Linked DNA regions of Mus musculus: region 1 is linked to region 2. The links are chromatin contacts, called in public Micro-C maps. All regions are on one chromosome and are shown on one strand. Each heading gives the region's core, a stretch centred on a gene start, on an enhancer-like site or on the middle of the called end of the contact. The rest is flanking DNA. Distances are from core to core; before and after follow the strand shown.

What was found. A called contact is a pair of places that touch in the nucleus more often than the background predicts.
Region 1: a Micro-C map of the G1E-ER4 cell line shows a contact between it and region 2. The contact joins two enhancer-like sites. A contact is called at or near these places in 1 of 39 promoter capture datasets (pre-B cells) and 1 of 484 Hi-C or Micro-C datasets (the G1E-ER4 cell line).

Annotation. Positions count from the first base shown.
Region 1 is chr5:64,599,672-64,602,840 of GRCm38.p6, reverse strand. Gm3716 (predicted gene 3716) reads left to right here. Exons shown (of 4, transcript NR_045078.1): 3 at 692-859. Among named protein-coding and RNA genes, the nearest start is that of Gm3716, 9.4 kb to the left of the region's middle. Within about 2 kb of position 1,745, at least 122 of the 459 cell types and tissues checked have an H3K27ac peak or open chromatin away from gene starts, as enhancers often do. A contact at or near this core is called in the G1E-ER4 cell line, where this site is marked.
Region 2 is chr5:64,101,228-64,104,333 of GRCm38.p6, reverse strand. Pgm2 (phosphoglucomutase 2) reads right to left here. Exons shown (of 14, transcript NM_025700.3): 4 at 1,396-1,480; 5 at 874-957; 6 at 427-620. Among named protein-coding and RNA genes, the nearest start is that of Pgm2, 9.8 kb to the right of the region's middle. Within about 2 kb of position 1,498, at least 74 of the 459 cell types and tissues checked have an H3K27ac peak or open chromatin away from gene starts, as enhancers often do. A contact at or near this core is called in the G1E-ER4 cell line, where this site is marked.

The DNA.
Region 1 (3,169 bases), core at 496-2,995, 500 kb before region 2:
TGCCAATGAGAGGCTGCCTAAAAAGAAGGGGATGGGGTTGGGGTGGTGATGGCTCATTAATTAAAGTGTTTGTCACTCAAGCCGAACGACCAGAGTTCAGATCCCCTGAACCTACACAAATGCTGAGCAGGGCATGAGGGGAGTGGCTCCACTGGAATTCCAGTTTTTGGAATATGGAGACAGGGGAGCCCTGAAGCAAGCTAGCGAGTGAGAGAGACTAGTCCTATGGGTGTGCGTTGGGGCCAGTTGAGAGCCATGTGCCAGTCAGCTGGAGATGGATTGAGGAACCCCAGACTCACACCCATACATGCATATCACAGACAGACAGACAGACAGTCAGACAGACACACTCCGAAATAAATAAGGAGGGGAAAAGATTGCCCCTGAGGAACAACACTAGAGGTTAACCTCTGGCCTCTACATACCTTGTGTACATGCATGTACGTACACACACACACACACACACACACACACAACCTATTCTGTGGCACTCAGTCATAAGAGCTGGACTAGATAGAATACTGCCTCTTAGTAGTCACCCATCAATATCTAGAAGCTCTCACACTCCCACCATACACACACACACACACATACACACACACCGCCCCAGCACCAAAACAAACAAAAAACAAAAACAAAACAACAACAACAACAACAAACCCCTCAAACCACTGTCTATTGTTCCTATCAGCCCTCGCTAACCTGAGTGATTCTGAAACTACACAAGCTGCATTTGGGAGAAGGAGAAGTGTCTGGGAAGGGGCCCCGAAGAGAGGAAGAAGAACAGACGGAGACCAGGGGGAACTGGGAAGGAGCAAGTGCGGAGGCGATCCTGAAGCTGCTGAGGAAGGAAGATGGGGTGAGACTGGAAAATGAAAACAGACATGCAAAAGAAGCTGGAAGGAGTGGTGGGTGAGATGTATGTAGACCCAGGAGGAAAAGGGAGAAAACAGAAATGAAAAGCAAGCCAGAAGTGGTGGGCTTGAGAGCAAACTTCTCCCTCCAGAGCTGCGGCAGGACAGGGTTGACCTTGAAAGGTCAGGGGTCACCTGTGGCCGTCTGTCTGCACCCCACACTGCTGCACGCCAGTGGGGGCTGCACCCATGAGATGAAGGAGAACAGTTTGGCCATCTGGTCAGGGCTGCATCTTTCCCCTGCCTCCACACAAAGTGGTAGCTGACGTTGCTGCTTCCCATAACCCATGATGTTCACAGACGAAACTCAGAAGCCCCTGGTCACTCTCAGGCCTGTTCTTGTGATTGAGCCAGTTATCTCGAGGAACAAGAGGAGAGGCGTGCGTTTGTAGATAATCTCTTGTTTAGGGTGAGGCTTATTGTCTAGATTAATGTGTAGAGTCGGTTGGTACCGTTGACATTTTCACTGACAGATCTTACTTGTTAAGAGCTTAAGGGTGTGTGTGTGTATGATGTGTAGCTAAGTGATAGGAATGGAGAGAGAGTTCTAAAATACGCATAGATAGAAACCATACATGTTAAACATGAGTGTGTGATATGATCATATACACAAGGATACATATACTCCCATATAATATGTCTAGATTCAGAGTTCCAGGAAACTTAAGAATAAATGTGCTCTTCATTAAACCCCAGATTCCCATTTTAACTTCTATTTTTTTCCCAGAGATTTATTTATCTCTATTTTATGTGTGTATGTGTGCCTGCATGTATGTCTGTGCATGTGCAGAGTGCCCATGGATGCCAAAAGGCATAAGATGCCCTAGGACTGGAGTTAGATGGTTGTTAGTGTCAGTGTAGGTGCTGGGTACTGAGCCCAGGTTCTTCAGGAGAGCAGTCAGCAGCTCTCAACTGCTGAGCCGTCTCTCTTTTTATTTTAGAGGAGACCCATGTAGCTAAGCATATTACCAGCACTTGGGAGCAAGACTATGAGTTCAAGGACAGTCCAGGTTACACATGGAGTATAAAGCCGGGGGAGGGGGAGGGGAGACAGAGACAGAATGTGAATATGAGATGCATTACTTAGTTCTTAGTTGATTAGCTGAGACCATACTTACAGGCCTTTGTTTTTATTTTTAACCCTTTCCATGGACTTTTGCACACATATAACCATTCATTTGTGCAGGTTTTATCCAGCCAGTTTTTAAGAAAGACGTTTCGACCATATGGCTTTTAACTGTTCTTCCTCAAACTCTGTCTGGTATGCTGATATTCCCAGGGGGCTGGGTTTAGCTTATCCGTCCCCCTTCTTCTGAGCTGACACTGGGTGGTCCTCCAGCCGTGTCTGTCCTTGGGGTATCAGCAGCAGCTCTGGTTTGTGTATTTCACACATTCCCCTTCTCTACCCCAGTCCAGGAAGCGAGATCCCACCCTTGGCTTCCTTTAAAGCAGTTGATTATTTTTCCACAGAGATGGCATCCGTGCGTTATCTCACCTGGACATCAGATCTATGTCCAGATGGGCAAGCAACCTTTTATTTGTTATTATTTTAGATTTTTTCATCTTTAATTTATTAGATCTTAATTTTAGATCTTTAAGGATGTGATCTGCTACCTTAGCATCCCCCCACCCCCACCCCCGACCAGCTTGGGGAGCAGAAACCTTCACAGGCTTCACAATCGTCTGCTTCCTGCCTTGCTCACGAAGCCTGAGCAGCCGCCAATGAGGGTCTTAGACATTTGCTCCCTCGGTAGCTCAGCCCAGATGGTTTGTTTTCATTCAGCGTTTCTACTTCCGGTTTCTGATTCTTGGCCGTTACATCAGCAAGCAGCGCACCCGTAGAATCTGAGTGTATGTAGGGTTCTCGCTTTAGCATGTCTTCCAGCTGGCCCCTTTTGTGTTTCTTCTGTAGAGAACAGCTCTTTTTCTCTTGAGGAAAGGAAGGAAGATTTTGCAGTAAGAAGCTGGAAAAACTCCCCACCGAGTCCTGAGTAGCGGGGCCCTCTCTGAGTGCTGTGCCACTCAACCTGAAAGGCAAGGGCTGGTTGCCCCCAAAGGAAAGCTAGAGAAGAGAGAAACCCAGGCTTTTTAAAGGTTGATTTCTATTTCCTCTGCCCTGAACTGGAGGGCAGAAGACTGCAGTTTTCATCATAAATTAGACTTCATTTAATAAGTGCTCGCATGGATCTTAGCCTATGTACAAGACATGACTGCTTTGCAAGCTCCTCACGTTAATTCCATGTCAGAGTTACCTT
Region 2 (3,106 bases), core at 249-2,748:
ACATATAGTTGTATCCATACAAGCATATATATAGACACAGCTACAACTGTATATATATATATATATATATATATATATATATATATATATATATATATTTACAACACTTCAAACTTAGCCCACCGTGGGTTGGCCACCTGCTTCGGTAAATAAAGCCATCTCAGTGTGGCTTGCCTGACTGGTCACTTGTGCCGCTTGTACACTAGAATAGCACATCTGAGGAGATGAAGTCAGGCTCTGTGTAGCCAGCAATGCCGTGAGGATTTGTTACCGGTTTCTTTAAGAAAAGGTGGCCAGCTCTGCTGCCGCCCCATACAAATGCAGCTAACCATGTATGCACCAGGCAGAGGGGATCAAATCAAAACCCAGACATTGATAGAATTCGGCTGAATCACATTAGCTGAAGTGAAGCCACGGCCCAGTTACCTGTGAAAACAGTATTTTTTAAGGTCTTCAAAGTAGTCATTACCGATGGACGCGCTGGGGTTGTGAAGAAGGGGACTACTGTCAACCAAAGACTCCTCCCAAGCCTGAGGCCAGGGCTCTAGATTTTCCTCAATGGCCTGAGAAATGCCGCGATCGTGGGGAGAGATGATCTGAGCTCCGTTGTCCCAGTAGACCTAGAGAAGCCAGGAATGCATTTAGCAGGTTCAGGATGCAGAGCACCCACTCCCGAAGAACACAGGGCTGGGGTTCCACTGTGTGAGGAGAGAGCGTGTGTGGGGGTTGGGGGGGGGCTGGGAGGGGCTGGGGTTCCACTGTGAGAGGAGAGAGCGTGTGTGGGGGTTGGGGGGGGGGCTGGGAGGGGCTGGGGTTCCACTGTGTGAGGAGAGAGCGTGTGTGGGGGTTGGGGGAGGCTGGGGGGGGGGTTACCTTATAGCCATTGTCCTGCTTTGGATTGTGCGAGGCAGTGATCATGATGCCTGCGCAGAGTTTCAGGTGCGACACGGTGTACGGCTAAACCGAGCAGGAGACGGTTCTTAAGAAAGATTAGGCAGAACGGAAATGCCCACCGTACGTTGTTTGGAGCCATTCATCCTCCTGTATCACCCTACTATCATGCCAGGCCACTCAGCATCTTGTGTCCCATTTCAGTACCATGCAGTATCCCCCTCGTCTGTGGTTTTGCCCTACTCTGTCTCAGTGACCCGTGGTCCAGGAAGATGTGTCTTAGCTCTTTCAGCAGGGCCCGCACTCATTTAACTTCCTGACAGGACACTGCGACAACTCTTCCATTTTATTATTAGTTACTGTTGTTAGTCTTTTATATCCTTGACCCATAAATTAAGCACGCATTGGTACAAACAATGAATTAAGCATTGGCCGTGAGCTGCTTGACCTTCTATATTGTCTGCAGCCCTCTGACAAGTACTTTGAAAGGAAGCGGTTACTTACCACAAAGGGGGTGGGGGTTATATCAGAGAAGAGGTATACAGGAACACCCTGGGTGATAAATGCAGTCGCAGCCAGCCGGGCAAACCTAGAAATGCAGAAACAGGGACAAAAAGGAGAGAGTCACAGTCAGAGCTTCCCGTGGCAGTGTGAAACAAGGAACAAGCTGGGGTGGAACCCAGGGCTTCCTGCGTTCTAGGCTAACCCTCCATTAACAAAGCTGCAGCCCTGGCCCCGGCATTCAGTAGTGAAAGGAAGAGGAAGAACACCGAAGCTGAGACAGCCAGAGTCCTCTCCTCCCCTCTTTAGTTTAGGATAAAGGCCTGAGGTCACCTTGTCACACGTCCAAGGCCACTGTCCTCAAGGATACTGATAATGCCTAGGACAGTCACCACAACAAATGGTCCAGCAGCTGTGACATCATGTGTCACTATGCAGAGGCTTAGGAGCCCCGATTTATACTGTCATAATTCAGTACACACCTCATATGGACTCTGATTAGGTGTTGTTTTATTTAAATATAAGATGTGTTCTTATGTGTGTGTGCATAGCAGAGACAGGAACCACAAACCAAAAAGAACTGGTAAGTGCCAGTCACTTCAAGCAAATGCCATCCATGGCTCCAGGAGCAGAGCAAGGACTGTCCTGTAACCAACAGTGTTAACCTATCTGAAAAGCACAGTAGTATCAGCTATGACAGGTCTAAACCAGGGTTTACAGTATATGGGAACCAAGCCCGGTGGTGAGCGCCTGTAATCCTGCACTCTAAGAGACGAAAAGAGAATCATGAATTCAGTACTGGTATGGGCTACTTAGTGAGAGCTGCTCTCAGAATTGACAAGATAAAGCAGGGGAAGTTGTACCCAGGCCTTACACAAGTCATGTGCCTTTTCATATAGGTGACTCGTACAGTGAGGGGTATCTTAGAAAAGGTCTCTGCTGGGTACCGAGGTTCAATTTTAAATGTTTCCTACGTTGTTTGGGGGATTCAAATGGTAAACACCGGATCAGCGTTCAAACAACTGCTGCCCCTACTGCCGTCACTATCTTCAGCACCACTCTGTTCAGAATTACGCGACCACAGTTAACCAGGAGTCCAGTTGGTCTGAGACTGTCACAAAGCTACACCCTGACAAAGGTGTCTGTCAGGAAAGGAAGAGGCAATGATGCCTATAAATAGCAGAGGAGAATTACATGGAATCGAGTGAGACTCCAGTTTAGATAATTTTTTTCCCCATCATTTTTGTTTGTTTTTTGAGACAAGGTCTCTCTGTATATCCTCCTTGCTATGTAGCCGAGGCTGCCCTTGAACTCAAGAAGTCCTTCCACTCTGTTTCCTGAGTGCTGGGATTAAAGACCCAGGATAACCTGTCTTTTTTTTGGGGGGGGTGTGGGTTGGGGTCAGAGTTCAACTCAGGGTTTAGCCCTGGGTATCCTGGAACTCGCTTTGTAGACCAGGCTGGCCTCAAACTCACAGAGATCTGCCTGCCTCTGCTTCCCCAGGGCTGGGATTGCCCAGCCTTAACCCATTTCTTTTAAGAGCTAAGTAATTATGAGTTTAAAGTCAAGTCATTGAAAAAAAAATCAAGGGGCTGGAGAGATGGGTCAGGGGTTAAGAATATGTACTATTCTTACAAAGGCTTGCAACTGCCTATAACCCCAGCTAGAGGGGATCCAATATCTCTGGCCTCTGTGGGCACCTGCACCCATAGGC